Linked DNA regions of Mus musculus: all the other regions are linked to region 1. A link is a contact called in public Hi-C, HiCAR-type, HiChIP or PLAC-seq and promoter capture Hi-C data. All regions are on one chromosome and are shown on one strand. Each heading gives the region's core, a stretch centred on a gene start, on an enhancer-like site or on the middle of the called end of the contact. The rest is flanking DNA. Distances are from core to core; before and after follow the strand shown. Region 1 holds the start of Lrfn2 (leucine rich repeat and fibronectin type III domain containing 2). Region 2 holds the start of Apobec2 (apolipoprotein B mRNA editing enzyme, catalytic polypeptide 2). Region 3 has its middle 9.3 kb from the start of Gm41594. Region 4 holds the start of Mocs1 (molybdenum cofactor synthesis 1). Region 5 has its middle 16 kb from the start of Gm30419. Region 6 has its middle 41 kb from the start of Gm30475.

The links. Promoter capture Hi-C pulls out the DNA fragments that hold promoters and counts their contacts. A called contact is a pair of places that touch in the nucleus more often than the background predicts. HiCAR-type assays count read pairs that join an accessible place to other places. HiChIP or PLAC-seq counts read pairs in DNA pulled down with a chosen protein or histone mark.
Region 2: a contact with region 1 is called in a HiCAR-type map of astrocytes, with 5 times the contacts expected there. The contact joins the promoter of Apobec2 here to the promoter of Lrfn2 in region 1. A contact is called at or near these places in 1 of 39 promoter capture datasets (cranial neural crest), 2 of 484 Hi-C or Micro-C datasets (cerebellar granule neurons and cortical neurons) and 8 of 115 datasets of contacts at active chromatin or transcription factors (astrocytes, bone marrow-derived macrophages, cardiomyocytes and 5 more).
Region 3: a promoter capture Hi-C map of liver shows a contact between it and region 1, with 3 times the contacts expected there. The contact joins the enhancer-like site here to the promoter of Lrfn2 in region 1. A contact is called at or near these places in 12 of 39 promoter capture datasets (the 3T3-L1 cell line, cranial neural crest, embryonic stem cells and 6 more) and 6 of 115 datasets of contacts at active chromatin or transcription factors (astrocytes, bone marrow-derived macrophages, embryonic basal ganglia and 3 more).
Region 4: a promoter capture Hi-C map of liver shows a contact between it and region 1. The contact joins the promoter of Mocs1 here to the promoter of Lrfn2 in region 1. A contact is called at or near these places in 7 of 39 promoter capture datasets (cranial neural crest, embryonic stem cells, frontonasal cranial neural crest and 4 more), 1 of 484 Hi-C or Micro-C datasets (uterus) and 10 of 115 datasets of contacts at active chromatin or transcription factors (bone marrow-derived dendritic cells, bone marrow-derived macrophages, embryonic basal ganglia and 6 more).
Region 5: a Hi-C map of cerebellar granule neurons shows a contact between it and region 1, with 4 times the contacts expected there. The contact joins the enhancer-like site here to the promoter of Lrfn2 in region 1. A contact is called at or near these places in 5 of 39 promoter capture datasets (the SN4741 cell line, cranial neural crest, frontonasal cranial neural crest and 2 more), 13 of 484 Hi-C or Micro-C datasets (cerebellar granule neurons, cerebral cortex, cortical neurons and 7 more), 5 of 115 datasets of contacts at active chromatin or transcription factors (VIP interneurons, astrocytes, embryonic forebrain and 2 more) and 1 of 9 other capture datasets (embryonic stem cells).
Region 6: a contact with region 1 is called in an H3K4me3 HiChIP or PLAC-seq map of embryonic basal ganglia, with 3 times the contacts expected there. The contact joins the enhancer-like site here to the promoter of Lrfn2 in region 1. A contact is called at or near these places in 11 of 39 promoter capture datasets (cranial neural crest, embryonic stem cells, epiblast stem cells and 5 more), 2 of 484 Hi-C or Micro-C datasets (cerebral cortex and uterus), 8 of 115 datasets of contacts at active chromatin or transcription factors (bone marrow-derived macrophages, embryonic basal ganglia, embryonic forebrain and 5 more) and 1 of 9 other capture datasets (liver).

Annotation. Positions count from the first base shown.
Region 1 is chr17:48,931,155-48,933,854 of GRCm38.p6, reverse strand. Lrfn2 (leucine rich repeat and fibronectin type III domain containing 2) reads right to left here and starts at 1,273. Exons shown (of 3, transcript NM_027452.3): 1 at 1,037-1,273.
Region 2 is chr17:48,431,416-48,434,115 of GRCm38.p6, reverse strand. It overlaps Apobec2 (apolipoprotein B mRNA editing enzyme, catalytic polypeptide 2), which reads left to right and starts at 1,388. Exons shown (of 3, transcript NM_009694.3): 1 at 1,388-1,637. The coding sequence starts at 1,507.
Region 3 is chr17:49,367,662-49,370,361 of GRCm38.p6, reverse strand. No RefSeq gene overlaps it. Among named protein-coding and RNA genes, the nearest start is that of Gm41594, 9.3 kb to the left of the region's middle. Within about 2 kb of position 1,256, at least 6 of the 459 cell types and tissues checked have an H3K27ac peak or open chromatin away from gene starts, as enhancers often do. A contact at or near this core is called in liver, where this site is marked.
Region 4 is chr17:49,426,998-49,429,697 of GRCm38.p6, reverse strand. Mocs1 (molybdenum cofactor synthesis 1) reads right to left here and starts at 1,334. Exons shown (of 11, transcript NM_020042.2): 1 at 1,134-1,334. The coding sequence starts at 1,256.
Region 5 is chr17:48,597,302-48,600,001 of GRCm38.p6, reverse strand. No RefSeq gene overlaps it. Among named protein-coding and RNA genes, the nearest start is that of Gm30419, 16 kb to the right of the region's middle. Within about 2 kb of position 1,446, at least 8 of the 459 cell types and tissues checked have an H3K27ac peak or open chromatin away from gene starts, as enhancers often do. A contact at or near this core is called in cerebellar granule neurons, where this site is marked.
Region 6 is chr17:49,211,855-49,214,554 of GRCm38.p6, reverse strand. No RefSeq gene overlaps it. Among named protein-coding and RNA genes, the nearest start is that of Gm30475, 41 kb to the right of the region's middle. Within about 2 kb of position 1,449, at least 3 of the 459 cell types and tissues checked have an H3K27ac peak or open chromatin away from gene starts, as enhancers often do. A contact at or near this core is called in embryonic basal ganglia, where this site is marked.

The sequences.
Region 1 (2,700 bases), core at 24-2,523:
CAGGACAGAGGGCTAACATTTCTAGGCATGCATGTGGCTCCAGCTCAGAGGGACAGGCTCTGACAGCCCTCTCCCTGCAGGTGTCTGTCCGTCTGCAGCTGTTTCTGAGTGTACTTGGCATGAGTCGTGCTCGGTTCCTCTGCAGGCTTTGCCTGATTCCTGCTCTCTCTCTCTCTCTCTCTCTCTCTCTCTCTCTCTCTCTCTCTCTCTCAATCTCTCTCTCTTTCGATGATGTCTGGACTCCTTTCCCTGGAACCCAACGCTTCTGTCCTTTGTGCTCTCTGTGGGGAAGGTGGGGAGCAAGGCACTGCCCTCCTCCTGGGAGCTGTCTGCTGGTCTCGGTCTCAATTCTTGCTCAGGCCAGCCTTAGAAGCAGGGCAGGGCTGAGTGAGAGACAGAGGACTACCAACATGGGCATGGCTAACACCGGCTTACATACTGCTTTATCATGGCATTCTCAGCAACCCGAGTGGGCACACAGAGTCCTCCTGATCTTGGTTAGATCTGCCTGAGGCCAGGATAGGGTCCCTGCAACCATGCCTCCCTCCCCTCCTCCACGGCACTCCATCGCTGCCCCCCCCCCTGTCTCCACCCCACCCGTCCAGGAACCAAGCTCCTGAAGACCCCAGAATAGTCACCCAGACCTCAGCACCGTCCTAGCCAGGCCTGGCATGTGCTAACACGCAACAGCATGGTCTAGCGGCAAAGTTCTGCATTCAAGGATTGCCTTTGTAGGAGACTGAGGTCTCTTTCTCCAGCTTCCAAGCCTAACCCAGACCGGTCTGAAGCCTCACCAGGACCCGCTCTCCTCCCTCCCCATCAGTTTCTCCCCTTCCCCCACTCTATCAAAACACAATATAGAAGGAAGGATGGAATAGAGAAGGCATCCACAGGAGTCTATAGGATGGAGGAAGTCCGCAAGTGAGGCAGGAAAAGAGGCAAAGTTCCCCTGTTCCCCCAGGTGCGCACATCCCTGCGCCCATCTCCCGCGGACACCCAGCGTCGCCAAGACGCAGCAGCAGCGACAGCCACTCACCTGGGCAAGGCGGCATCTACCCGTGGCGGGGAGGCTCCAAGGCCGGCTCCGCAGGGCGCCCGGGCTCCTTGGCTCGGCCACGCATCCTTCCTGGCCGGAGACAGGCTCACGCTAAGCGCTCCAGCTGCAGCGATCCAGCGAAGGCAGGCAGATGGTGGCCTCGGACCATCCACGCGGGGAGAGCCCTGAGCAGCTTATTCAGTTATATCCATGGCATTTAGCAAGAAGAAGGGGCGGGAGGGGGAGTACAACTTGTGCTCTTCTCTTCCAGATTTTAAAAAAATAAGGGGGAAAAAGGATAAAAAAAGATAATCCCTTCTAGGAAGATGAGGGTAGGATTTTCCTTGTTGAAGAACCCCCCTGGCATCCCCAGGAACCTGCAGCCTCTTGGAATGTGGGATGTCTTCAAGTTCAGACCAGTCTGTCGTGTGTGTGTGTGTGTGTGTGTGTGTGTGTGAGCAAGGCACTCACACCCACAGGCACACACACACATACACTCCCCCGCACTCCCCGCATGCACACCACTGGCCCCCCCCACGCGTGCGCGCAAAGCGCTCTCTCTCTCTCTCTCTCTCTCTCTCTCACACACACACACACACACACACACACACACACACACACGCAGCGGTCGCACGCACGGATCTGTGAGGATGCTGTGCGGGTTATGCAGGCAGCTGCGGCCAGCGGTGCAGACAGCCTTAGAAACCCAAGGCGCCCCAGGACTCCGAGGCAGAGCGAAGCGCTCTGTCCCCGCCGGGCTCTCCAGCACTGCAGCCCCCAGTGGCCGCTGGCGGAGCTGCAGTAGCTCCGGACCCCAGATCCTGCTTCAGCCGGGATCCACAGCCCCGGAGGATCCTCGGTTCTAGCAGCGTTGGTTCGGAGTAAATGGGTTGGAACTGCAGCCCAGCGGGGCCGCGAGCCCTGAGAACCCCGAGGACCCGCTTGATCCGCCGCGCAGTGACACGACAGCTCCTGCGCACGGTTATCCCCGCGGCCAGGTCGAGTCCGTACTGCCGCCTCTCGTGCAGAGTACGCCTTGCACACAGCTACCAGCCCGCCGCCTGCTGGAGGAAAATTGGACCGCGTTGGCTCGGGGCTGCGGGTGGGGTTGGTGATGGGAGGATCGTGCCCACCCAGCCCTGAACCCAGCTAGGAGCCATCACTTTGGCTCCTATAGCAACCCGTGCTAGTTGCACACGACACACACGACAGACTTTTCCTGAACATTTCAAGACTGTCTAGGCGAATGGAAGCTCTTGTTTGACAGCCCAGCAGACCATCCTCCTCCACCCACCCTCACGTGACATAGTACGATTCCGAGGTTCTAGATTAAAGCGAAATGTCTAAGGCACGTGGTAGGTAGCAGAGTAATCACTCTGGGCTGGTCGTAGGCTTAGAATCACCAAACTAGTTCAGCAGAGTCTTAGTGGCCTCTGGGCTCTCAGTGGCCAGTTTCTGGGGAAGGTAAGCCTAGGGTTTGAAGTGCCGCCGTATATTTCCCTGTAGAGGACATGAACTGGGGAATGCCGATGTTGCTCCAGCTCTTAAAACCAAGGGCAAAGAGCATGCCTCGATTCATGTCTGCTTTCGCTTGTTCCGTGCACCTGTCCCAGATACCCACAGGGAGGCACATGTGTCATGTGGATTATGTCTCTGTGGTCCAA
Region 2 (2,700 bases), core at 139-2,638, 500 kb after region 1:
GTACACACCTTCCCCTACCTCTTCCCCCACCCCCTCCACGTCTGCTCGGAGAACTTTCCTTTTAGATAGTCAGATGAATGTTTCCTTTGTCTCCTTTGGACTGATCCGTTTCTTTCCAAAGTCCTTCCTTATCAAAATGTAATCTTGGGGCTAAAGAGATAGATGGCCCAGAAGTTACGAGCACACATTGCTCTTGCAGACGACTGGAATACAGTACCCACATGGGGCAGCTCATAGCTTCCTGCATTCCACCTCCAAGGTATCTGACGCCCTCTTCTGGCCTCTGCAGGCATCTGCACTTATATGCATATATGCACCCAGAGACTTAACAGCAGATAACTAAAAATAAAAAATAAGGATCAGGTGTAGTGGCACATGCCTTTGTGGGTTCAAGGCCAGGCTGGTCAAGACAGAGAGACTCTTTCTCAAGAACAAACAAGGAAATAAAGAAAAAGTAAACATCTTTTCAAAATGTAATCTCACTCTTTGTCTTTTTCAGATGCTTCCTTGCCAGTTCTCCCCAGCACTTACCAAAACACATGAAGTTATTTTACTTAGCGGATATAGCAGCTGACCCCTGCAAGCTCCGGGAGAGCAGGGCTTTTCTTTGCTTCTTCCTTTGGTCTGTTCTGCACCTCAGTGCCTGGAACCGTTGCCAACAGAGCATCTGCTCAGCATGCGCCCTCAGGCAGGCACAGGACTGATGAAGGGGACGAAGACTCTGAGCAGGGCAGAGGCCTGAGGATGGCCGGGGGTTTACTGCCTTCAAGCCTAACTCGGAGTGTGAAGCATTAGGTTTAAGGAGATGGCCTGCCTCAAAGAAATAGGTGGAGATTGACAGAGGAAGGCACCTGATCAGGTCTTCTGGCCGATGCACTCACGGGCGAGCATATGCTCGTGCGCATGCGCAAACGCGCATCCATCCACCTACCCACTCGGGCTCACAACGAACATAACATGCAGACCCTGAGTAGCAACAGACATTCTCCTCTCAAATCATTGGTTTCTAACTCATGTCCCACAAAGACCCTCTTTTCCTAAACCCGAGTTCCCCCCAACGTGGGCGGGGGAGGGGGGTCACTACAAGTCCCTCCTTCATCACAGGCCTTATCTGTTTAAAACAATGAGAGGCCTTCTCCCCTAAAACTCAGTCGAGTCTGGGTAAACGAGAGAGGAGAGACGGGGTAGAATTGGCCCAGCCCTCCCCACCTGCCAGCTTCCTGTCTGCCTGCTGATAAATAGGGGGAATACACATGGCCAGAGTTTCCATTCCCCCACCCTGTCACCCTGTCAGTCATCCAATTAAAAAAAGATGAGTGAGAGAGCTCCAAGGGTGGGGCGGGAGGGCCTGCTTATAAAGCCTGCAGCTGAGTTGTGGGGAGCACCAAATCCGGTCCTCTCTCTGTCATCCCCAGCCAGGCTTAGCTGCTGACAGCTGCTTGGGACTCTGCCGCCAGGCCCTTGGCTGGCTTGACAACCTCTCCACATTTCGGCCACAGTTCCTCCATGGCTCAGAAGGAAGAGGCCGCTGAGGCTGCGGCGCCAGCCTCTCAGAATGGAGATGATTTGGAGAACCTGGAAGACCCTGAGAAGCTGAAAGAGCTGATCGATCTTCCGCCCTTCGAGATTGTCACTGGGTAAGCCTTGTGTGGGGGCTGGGGCTCCTGCCTGGGAAAGGGTGGGGTCTGAGCAGGCTGTGGAAGGTTAGGACAAGAATAGGGAAGCCCAAGGTCAGCCACAAGCTGTGCGTCCAGCATGCTAGCAGGAGGCTTCTGGGCAGCAAAGGCCTCTTGTCTTTTTTAATTAATTAATTAATTAATTAATTAATTAATTAATTAATTTGAATCAGTGTTTTACCATGTAACTCTGGCTGGCCTGGATCGCACTATGTAGACCAGGCTGGTCTTGAACTCACAGCGATCCTCCTCCTGCCTCTGCCTCTTCATTGCTGGGATTAAAAGCAGCTAACACCAGGTCCAGATACTCTTGGCTTTTTGAGGTGACAACTTAGACCCTGTAATCAGGAGGATGTGGAAGGAATGGAACCCCCAGAATGAAACTACATAACATTTTCTTCATGGCAGTCTCTGCAAATGTGCAAAGGCAGAATGGGTGCCATACTGAGAGAAGTTTCTGGAAGAGTGGTGGTATGGATGCTGTGGAGAAGGAGAAGGGGCCCTGGCAGCGATCGGTCTTGCGGGGTATCGGACATCATCTGCCTGTGCATATAGCCCAATCCCAACAAGTTCAGTGAGAACGGCATATTTAAAGATGGCCCCAGCAAGAAGTCATCTCCAAGCTGCAGATACTGGAAGCTTAAGCACAGTTTATAGCCACTGGGCTCAAGTTAGTCTACAGGGTCCCCTCTTGTCCAGATTGTGTTGCCCCCAGAAATGAATGCAAGTAGCCTTTCTCCTTATCTCTCTCTATTCCTAGAGAGGAAGATGCCGCTAAATCCAAGTTTCCTTCCTGAACTTCGGTTCCCTTCATAGCATTTCTCCAGCAATGCGCGCAAAGGCTGGGTGGGGGCACACCAAGTCTCAGGAGGAACAAAGGCCTGAAGGAGGAGGAGCAGCCCTGGGGAGCAGTTTGGACTTGCTGTTTTATGCTTGACCTGTATTGCTCCAGGCCTGGCCTCTACTTTCTTGTTTCAAACATGAGGAAGCTACCCGACTTGATTCTTAATGTCCCTTCCTGCTC
Region 3 (2,700 bases), core at 7-2,506, 440 kb before region 1:
ATGAGAACAGCAGGAAATTTCAATAGCCTACTTCAAAGAGTGGACAGAACCACCACACAGAGGATCCGTTAGAGAATGGGACTTGAGTAATGAGCTAGACCAATTGTGCAGGTGCCAAACACTCATGAGTGCTGGTAATAATAATTTTTCTCAAGTGGATATGGAGCAGTTGAGGACAGAACGTGTTAGGCTACACATACCTTAATAATTATAAAAGGATTAAAATCAGTGAGAGTTTATTTCCTAATCACAAGGAGACTAGCAATGTAAGGGTACCTGGAATTAGACAACACATTCTTATAAATCAAAGGGGGAGAAATCACAATGAAAACTGAAGCTTGAGACAAATGAAAACGAAAGGAAATATCCCAAACTCACGGATGCAATAAAAGCAGTGCCGAGGGGGACATTTTATACCTGAAGCTGAAGCTGAGATTTCAAATCATCAGACATTGTACCTAAGAAACTAAAGAGAGTAAATATTAAACCTGAAGATAGCAGAAGATAGGAGAGAAAAATTAGAGCAGAGATAAATGAAACAGGCACAGGACGGGAAATGTTAGCTCTCTGAGGAAGAAATCAGCAAAGCTCTAGCTAACCTAAGAAAAGAAAGACTAAGAAATTAAAGAAGGGTGCAGCAGGTTTTGTGGAAGAGGGTCTATAAAAGGATTCTAAGAGTCATTCCCTGCCCCCCCCCCCCATATTAGTTGACTTGGGTAAAATGGCTGAATGTCTACAAACTCAACCAAAACCAACTGGTAAAATAAAAGAAAATATAAACAGGTCTAGAGCCAACACGGAAACTCAATCAGCAATCAGAAATTCCCGTTTGGTATGGGGGCTGAGGGAGAATTGGGACTGAGGTGCATATTTTGCAGACCTGGCCTCCAGGCTCTCCCAGAATCCCTCAGTTCCTGCTTGGCACACCTGCCCCCAGCCCTGTACTTTCCAGCCCAGGGGCTGGGCTGCCCTTTCCCCAAGGCTCCTCCCTATATAATCCAGACATTTTAGGCTCCCCGCTTTTTTCCTCTCCTCTCCCAGTGTGGTCACCCTTTCTCTCTTTCTCTTCCCCGTCTCCACCTCCCTAAGGGGACTTCTCTGGCCTCTGTTCTTGGGACCAGTGAACACCCCTGAGATCAGCTTCCCAATAAACCTGCATCTAATCTGGTTTGAATTGGCTCAGTTCACAGGTAGCAGAGAAATCACCTATCACTACTGAACAGTACAATGTCTAACAGCAGTTGGCTTTATTGAATGTTCAGCTGGACACTGAGAACAAATATTCCAGAAGCAAAGGTACAAGTGTGCAATCCTTGCTCTCAGCAGACTTACACAAGAAAGTCTAGAGTCCATTTGGATCTGGAAGCATCCAAGCCTGTCCTTTTGAAATTGCATGGAGATTTCATCATATAGGTGTGATTGATGTTGCCATTGGTAATAACCTCTATCTTTAGCCTCTGTCTCCTGGAGGATCATGGGGCCAAAATCCAGTCTTTTAATTACACCTTGTTTCTAATAACCAGCCCCCACTATGAAACCCTTTATGGCTTCATTTATATTAGCATATAAATGACACTTGCCATTCACAAGATTCAAAGGATTTAATGGCTAGAGAGTTGCAAACAAAGGTGAAGGCTTTGTCAACTTGGCTAGATTTAGAATAACCATGGCAACTGAACCTTTCAGTCCTCAAATTGCTTCAGTCAAGGATTTTGGGGTTGTTGTGATAAAATGCCCTGACACGAGCAACCTGAGGGAGAAATAGTGTATTGTGGCTCACAGTCAAGGCTAGAGTCCACCATGGTGGAAAGGTCAAGACAGACAGCCACATTGCATCTATGAGCTTACAGGCGATTCTTCTGGGCTCCTCATGGGGACCTAGCACCTGCTTACACCATCACCTGCCCCCATTGCCTGCTGCTGGCAGGTGAGGGCTGCATATAAAAGGACTGCCTGCAGTCCAGTTCTCTTTCTGGTCTCTCTCTCCTCTGCTGTGTCCTTCTCTGTCCCTCCTCCCCTCCCTCATGGCTCTGCTTCCATCTGTCTATATGTCCACTCATCTGTCTCTATCCCTTCTCCAGGCCCTCACTCCCCTCACTTCCCCCAAGAAAGCCCCTTTATACTACATCTATTGCATGGCATAATTTCTCAGGGGGACCCCTCCTCCACCACCACACTATATTTCATATCAGCATCCACAGTCAGGAAGCCAAGGTAAATGCAGTGCTAAGGCTCAGCCATTTATGACATTCATGACTCCATTTATGACAGTCCAGGATCCTTCCCAAGGAATGATGTCACCACAGCTACGATGGGTCTTCTTCCATCAATGAGCTGAATTGGGTAAGAGACTGTCGAGTTAATAATTAATATTAACCATCACAATAACCAAGGGAAAAATATAAACACTCATTTTGCTCGTTTGTAGTTCACTTCAAAGATTACTAATTCTGGAAGCCATTCAGTTAAACAACTGATGCTTCATCTTTGGGACAGATGTTGGCTAGCCGTGTAGATAGACAAGTTATTCATTTAAAAATTGTTTATCTGAAATTAAGATCAGATGGATCATTCCTAGTTTTGCTTCATCTCTCTCTCCTTCAAAGTTGAAGACACTAAGATTGGAGAAAATAAGATACTTAAGATTTGCAGAGGCACCATCCTCAGGTGGCCAACAACAGCCGTCAGTGTTCTGTTCTG
Region 4 (2,700 bases), core at 85-2,584, 500 kb before region 1:
TGTCTGAGGTACCACTGAAAGAATGACTGCTTGCCCTGGTAGGATGTGTCCAACAGGACCTAGTACAGCACCCCAGGGGAGAGGCTAGCACAGGTGTTTCTGTTTAAGGTCCCACCTTTACTGTGCCCCAAGAGAGAGTGTGAGGCCAAGGGGCCATCAGCTAGTCACACTGCACAGGCCCCCTCACAAAAAGCACAAAATCCATGATGAGGAAGAAAAAAATTATTTTTTGCTAGTATCGGTTTTTAAGAGCTCCCATGGTGGCCTTGGCTATCCTAGCGCTTTTCACTCAAGTACAAAGTTCAAGGGTTTGGAGAGCCCTGTAACAACAAGCCTGCTTTATCTGAGGATCCCAGAGAGGCAAGTCTGAGGAAGTGAACGCTCTGACATAAGCCTGCCTATGTCTTGAGCAAGATGGGAGAGGCAAATATTGTGAAATTCAGAGTCCTGGGACTTCACGCTCAGTTCTGGAAGACAGAAGCGGATGGAACAGTTTCGCAGGTTTCCCTAACCATTTAGATAAAACAACAAACTTAAGACCTACCGTCACTGGAAACACTCGGAGAAGTGCAATACAGGACCCTGCCCCTCACTATGAAGACAGGCAGGAACTCCTTATCACGGAACCTGATCTTGCTCTCGTTCTCATCAAATGAGGCCACCCCATCCCAAGAGAAAGAAGATAGGTCATGGAACCCTGCCACAACAAAGTGACAACCGGCTGTGCCGGACACCTGGCTAGCAATATTTTTTAGTCCTTGTCAAAGAAGCAGTTGTCCGGGGGACACCTGACTGCACTGGCACCCTCCTCCCCGGAGGTGAGGAATAATGTTTAATAGACTGGGTGGAAGCGAAAGCTGGAACAGCTCACTGGAACCTAACTCTCACTCCTTAATAGCACCCCCTTTTCCTGCTGCAGCACAGCTACCTGTTATTAGGTGGTTCTCCAGGGAAGGGGGTGCAGGGGAAACTGAGGAGTCCTTCCCGCTGGGCAGGAGTGAACTCAAGCAACCCAGCAGTGAGTGCCCAGGGTCCTCCCCAAAGGAAGCCTCAGGACAGAGTGCATTCTGAAGATTAGGGTGGCTTGGATCGCCCTCCAGGTAGGTGTGTGCAGGCGGGCTGGGTGGGCTCACCTCCCTGGTAGGTCTCGAGGGCTCCCCGGGGCGAGGCTGCGTCACCGGAGCCCCCGAGCTGCAACCCCGAGCATTGGACCTCAGGAGCTGCCGCACTATTCCGAACGCAGGCCGCGCCGCCATGAAGTCAGCAAAGGAAGTACCCGGCCTGAAGTGGGCCTCCAGAGCACTCTAGCCCGGGACCTGGAACAGAGTCATTTCGGAGGGGCGGAGCAGAGGGCGGCGCCCAAGTAGCCAATCAGCGAGGGTGCCTCTCCGCATTGCCCTCTGGAAGTTGTAGTCCACGCGTTCCGCCCCCTTCCAGGACGGAAGCGTGTTCTTGTGCAGAAATGCCAAGTCTGGGAGAGCTATGTTCTTTTCCTTCAGCTTTGCTTGGTCTTGGATTTAAGCTGTCTTTAGATGCAGAATTTAAAGGGGTGACATAAAAACTTCTAGGCACGTTATACTTTTTTTTTTCTTTTCGTTATGCAGGGGAGTAGAGACCCTTACACAGTGTCTCAAAGGTGTAACCCTGGCTGCCCTGGAACTCGCTTTGTAAACCAGGATGGCTTCAAATGTACAGATCGCCTTCTGCATCTGCTTCCCGAGTGCTGGGATTACAGCCCTTCAACTCTGACTCCAATGAAAATAATATTTTCTTTTTTTTACTCTTTAAATTATTTTTTAATGTATGAGAGTTTGCCTGCCCACCCTTAAGTGCACCATGGCGCAGTTGGTGGCCATAGACACCAGCAGGGGGCGTCGGATCCCTTGGAACCTGAGTTACAGATGGTTGTAGGATACCATATGGGTGATGGTCCCCTGGAAGAGCCGTCAGGCCTCTTAACCACTGAGCCATCTTTCTAGTCCCTTAACTTATTTTTTAAGTTAGCATACAAAATAGCATGCTACTTTATGACATAGTCTTAAGTCAAATAATATCTCAATACATAAAAATCTGCTTGGGTGCGCCAGTAAAATACCAATATTCTATTTAAAAACATCAACTTTACTAATTGCCTTCACTTTACCCTACACCAGACTCTGCTTGTATCTCAGCTCCCTTCTTATGGACACTCTAGTTGTGTCTCCCATACATCAATAGTCTTTGTTTCTCCGTTTAAAAACAGATTTATGAAAGGAAGACACAAAAGAATGGGTGACCCTCGAATTGCTCCCTACACACAGAACTCTGAGCTAACCATCAATCCCATGACCCTGGTGTGGATAGAAAGTTTGTGTAGCAATTAAGGAAAAAAGTCTCAGAGAGTGGAGGCAATTTTTCCAGAGCTGTGTAGCTGATTAAACTGCCCAAACCTTGTAGAAGTTAGGCCTGGTTCTTTCTCCCAGTCCCATGCTCCCAGAAAGAAGACTCAGATTCAAAATATATTTACAACTACATTGGCCATATAGTTAGGCTCTTCTCTGATTAGAATCATAACTTACATCTTATCTTGTTCTACATTCTGGCACGTGACTGGTTACCTGTGCTCAGGTACCATGAAGCCACGACCAGCATAGAGCATGTGTGAGCTGTAGTTGGAAGAGGAAGTATGGCATACAATCCAGAAGAACTGACAGTTCCTCG
Region 5 (2,700 bases), core at 197-2,696, 330 kb after region 1:
AGCTTGGCTTTATCCTGAGCTGGGAGGGACCAGTCTGAGCCAGTCTGTGTCTTGCAACCAAGTGAAGACCAATTACAATACCCCATAGGGCAGGAAAGGGCTGCAGAGACTCTTCACATACCCAGATAAGGAAAGGGAAAGAACAAAGACGATCTCCTTGGCAGACTCAGCCCCAGCACCAAGGCCAAAAGCACATGGGGTCCATGGCAAAGGCACAGGCAACGTTTTTTGTTTGTGATCCCTCCCTGTGGACTGGAAGGCTCTGCTGGAGGTGAAGGCATGCAATCTCAAACAACAGGAGGCTGTGGGAGAAGTATCTGGACATCAGCTTGGAGAGGGAGGACTCTTCCCTGGGCCTGAGGATGGAGCACCTGGGGTAAGCAGCTGTCTAAGAAGGCCAAAGCTTACTACCAGGCCTGCTGGCTCCTGTAAGAAAGAGGAAAGTAAAAGAAGCAGGAAGAGGGGGGAAGATGACAGGGAAATGGAGGGGGAGGACAGAGGAAAGGAGAAGACAGACTAGGACTTCAAAGGGGATAAAAGAGAGCAGGGAGAGACAGAGGAAGGTGGAAGAGAAGTAGAGTAGGGGTGAAGAAAGATAATAAGGAAGCAGGGGAGAGAGGGAGAACAGAAGGGAGGAGAAAGAGACAGTTGGTGTAGCCGAACCTCGGCTGCCAACATATTGGGTGGAGGAAAAGCCCTCAGAAATGGGGAGGGGAGCATGCTGGCAAGATGGCTCAGCGGCGAGAACACCGACTACTGCTCCTGCAAAAGACTCGGGTTCAATTCCCAGAACCTATGTGGTGACTCACAACTGTCTCTAACTCCGGTTCCAAGGGATCCGACTCTGTCTTCTGGTCTCTGCTAGCATCAGGCAAACTCACGGTGCACAGGCACGCATGCGGGCAAATATACCGATGTGCATAAAGGATAAATACTGTTTACTGTGGGGAGGGCCAGGTTGAAAGGATACCGAAGTCGTCCCATCCAATGCGAGCCTGTGGGCTTTGCACAAAGACGGGAGGAGTGCAGGACCAGAGCCCAGCCCTCCATCTGCCCTGAAGTTGGATCTGTGGACATCAGAGGAATCTCCATGCCGAGATCTGCAGGAAGCAGAGCACTGAGGCAGTGGAAAGTAGCTTCCTGACACCCAGAGCCAAATGACACAGGCTCTAAAATAAAATCCCAAGCATCTAAACAAGGCCATATGATCCCGTTAACCCTGACCTGGCTCCTTGGAGCTGCCAGCTCACCCTGCAGCTCCCAGCCTGGTTGCCAGAAAGCCCACGCTCTGTGAAAGTCTGGTAAGCACCCAGTTGCCACCATAAGAGCAGAGTGGGAAAGTATAAAGGGTTCATATTTTCCTGCTCACGACCCGTCCCAGCCACCTTGTGGAAAGGAGCAAAGGTCACTGAGGACAAAGTGGCAGCAAGAATATTGGCTCCAGGTTCTGGACTCTGCCCAGCCTGGGATCGTCTGTCCATGACCTGACGTGGCATCTTGTTTGGCTCTCACCTGTCGTCAGGAGCCCACAGACCTCATCCACTCTCTGCGCTTGCCTTCGGCCTTGGGTTGGGTTCTGAGGGGCAGACTCTGCTCATCTCAGAGAAGGCTAGGGAGGGTAGCTGCTCTACCTTGTTCTTGAACTCCCAGCTCCCCGGCAGAGCCTGGCACATGGTGCCTGTTATTAGTCTATTTGTTGAAAGAATGAATGTGTTGGGTGAGCTATTTTTCATTTGTTGTTTAGAAACAGGTTCTCCATCCCATGGGCAAGCACCAATCCCCGATGCTGTTAATGATAGAAACTCTGTTATGTATGCAGACAAGAGTCTAGCATGGCTGTCCTCTGAGAGGCTCCACCCAGCAGCTGGCTCAAACAGATGCAGACAGCCACAGCCAAACAGTGGATGGAGCTTGGGGATTCTTATGGAAGAACAGGAAGAAGAATTGCAGCCCCTAATGGGATAGGAACTCCACAGGAAGACCAATAGAGACAATTAACCTGGACCCTTATGGGCTCTCAGAGACGAAACCATCAACAAAAGAACCATACATGGGCTGGTCTTTGGCCTCCCTGCACACAAGTAGCAGATGTGCAGCTTGGTCTTCATGTCCCAAACAACTGGAGCGGGAGCTATCCCAAAAGCTGTTGCCTGTACATTCGATATGTTCTAACTGGGCTGCCCTGTCTGGCCTCAGTGTGAGAGTATGTACCTAGCCTTACAGAGACTTGAAGTATAAGGGTGGGGGAAGACCCAGGGAGAGAAGGGGAGAGGCAAGGATTGTGGGAGGGGGTGGCTGAGGTGGGGGGCAGTGAGTGGGACATAAAGTGAATATGTAAAATTAATAATAATAATAATAATAATAATAATAATAATAATAATAATAATAATAACAGGGTCTCCTGTAGCCTGGGTGAGCCTTGAGCTGACTGAGGCTGCAAATGGACCTGCATTGTTGATCCTTCAGCCTCCACCAGTGCCATGGTTGGGATTGTGCCCTCTTCTGGTCACCACGGGTAACTGCACTCATGTGCACATAGCCACACACAGACAGACATACACACATACACATAAATAAAAAGAAAAATAAATCTTTTTTAAAAGTGCATTCTACTGAGCCACAGCCCTTAAATATTTTTTTAATAAAACTCCTGAAGTTTAGTTTTCTTTTCAGATACACTAATGTTAAGCTGAGAGCTAC
Region 6 (2,700 bases), core at 200-2,699, 280 kb before region 1:
TATGTACAGGCTCCCATGAGTGAGTCGAAGGGGAAGGATTTTGATGAAACACAGATTCCAATGCAGGTGCCCAAGACACCTAAATTTTTCTTTTCCCCAACTTGTGCTTCAACTCTCTCTTCAAGAAAACCCTCTCCTGATGTCTGGGCTCTTCCAGTCATTACCGTTAAGTCACAGGTTTCTGTGTTTTCTCCGGGTTTTCTCATGATTTGCTTTTGCCCATTGATAACCCCTTTGGACTAATTTCTGATACTGGTACAAAAATCCAGCGGGATTTCCCTGTGTCTCTGCCGCACCTCAGGACTTAGGCTGGGCCTTCAGAGTAAGCAGAGCACCTGAACCTCACAGCACACCCCACAGGGGGCTGATCTTTTAGAGCCCTGAAGAAGCATGGCTGTTCTGTCCTCTGCTGCCTCAAGTCCTGCCATGCTTCTCCCATTCAGTAGATGCTAATGCTGAGGGCTTTTGCTGAGCAACCCTTTGGGTCCTCTCTATCCATGTGGAGCTCTGAGACCTGGCCACTTCATTTCCCAAGGCCATGCCCTGGAGTGGTTAGTTCCACACTTGCTAAGCAGGCACCAACGGTGGGACATGTCTGACAGCTGTGCATATCTGAAAGCCTCCATCCTAAGTCTCCCAGAGACTGGGGTGTATCTGGTGCCCAGAGTTCCAGCTGGGTCTTACCTAAAACTCCCTTCTTTGCTGAGCTGCCTTTGTATTTGCTCCCAGATCTCTAAATACACCATTTGCACATGATCAGTGCACCGACTCTGCAGAACTGGCCTAAGAAATCCCCTTGGAGGCTTACAACAGAAATGAGCTGGGTAGCATAGAGGGGCCGGAACTATAGATCTGCAAAGAGAGAAGACAGGTAGGGCTCATTGCAATAGCCCAGTAGATGCAGGCACTGGCTGTCAAGCCTGGCAGGTCTTCTATCTCCAGAACCCACATAGTGAAGAGACTCAGATCCTACAAATTGTCCTTTGATCTCCTCATGTGCATCGTGGTACATGTGCATATGGTGCATATGAGCCATGTATATAAATGCATTCTTAAAAATGAATAAAAATGAGAGAGAGGGAGAGAGAGAGAGAGAGAGAGAGAGAGAGAGAGAGAGAGAGAGAGAGAATTCATCTCATTTCTTCCTCTACCAGCCTCCTGATCATCAGCAATTACCACTAAGGGGGGAGGGGGGAGGTGATTAATTTTCAGTTTACCTTTTCATTAAAATAACAAACCTCTGCTTTTTTCAGGCTTAATTAGATCTCTTCTTGGGTGTGACAAAAAGTTAGTTGGAAATGAAAGGGGCATATCAAGGAAAAAATACATTCCAAGTGAATAATTCAAGATCACGTCCATAATTAATGGCATTTGGCTTGCTTCCTCTGGAAGCCTAATCATAGCGCAATGTGCTAATTAGAGCGGTTTGGTGCGGATCAATGGGCCAGGTGTGGAGACGGCGCCTGGTTTCCGTCAGCGCTGCAGCTTCGTGGAAACACCTTACATGTGAAATGAGTCTTGTCTCTTTGAAGACTTAGAAGCAGGCCGGGGATCTAAAAAGGATACAGACAGATAGGAGTTTGATCACCACACACAGCAGGTTGGGGTCGGAGAAATTACGAAGCGCTGTCTCTCTGTCGGGGGTATAGAAGGCAATCAGGAGCTAGTACCTCCGGCGCCTGCGCAAGACACAGAGGTGGCCACGTGATTTGTGGCAGCGCTCGGAGCACCCTGGGAAAGGTTGGACAACTGAGCATCTTGCATTTATTCTTCTAACTGCACACCACTTTTCTCTGCCTCTGCATGTTGAAACCTGGTATCCAACCCAGGGCTCCGATTTTGAGTTAGATTTAGCATATAAGGATGGACGCTCCCTGCACGTCTAACTTCCTGTCAGATGTTGCAGTGGGATGATTTCCACCAGGTCTGACTATACATTGGATATTGTACCTGAGGAGACCCTAAGAGAATGGAGGGAGGAGAAAGCCTCCTGTTTACTTCTGCTTCTTCCATCTTGAAGGCCCAGACATGAGCCGCCTCCATCCAGAGTGGGAACTGAGATTTCAGATCCTGCCAGATGTTACAGCAGAGATGGTGGAGAGAGTGCCATCTTAAGTTTGCTACAGACAACAATTTCTGGTCAAGCCAGTATGAAGCTGAGTATGGCTGCCTTACCTCTTTGTCCCCCAAAGTCATAAGATACAGGATTTGAGTGGTTTTTGAAACCCCTCTCTGTCTCCTTCCCATGACCGCTCAAATGTCTGCCCTGCTCTACCTCAGAGGGATAAATCATTCCCTGTGGAGTTCTCCAGCTCAGTCCAGAGTGACCTGTATGTTACCCCCACCCTCAGCATCCTGCCCACAGCCTTCCCTGTGGACTGTCGATCAAGCTTTGCCATGCCTGGAAAAGCACCTCTTTGTTAACTGTGTCGCCAACAATCATTGGGGCTGGAGTAGTGCTCACTAGTTAGGCGTGTTTACTGCTCTTTCAAAGGATCCAGGTTCAGTTTCCAGCACCTCCACTGGGCAGCTCACACACCAACTGCTCCAGGGCCATCCACTGGCCTCTTCTGGACTACACAGACAACTGCAATGCACATGCACACACACCCACACACAGATACACATAGTTACACGATGTAAAACATCAATTAAATCTTTTTTTTTTAAAGCATCTGTAATCCCAGCATCCAGGCTGAA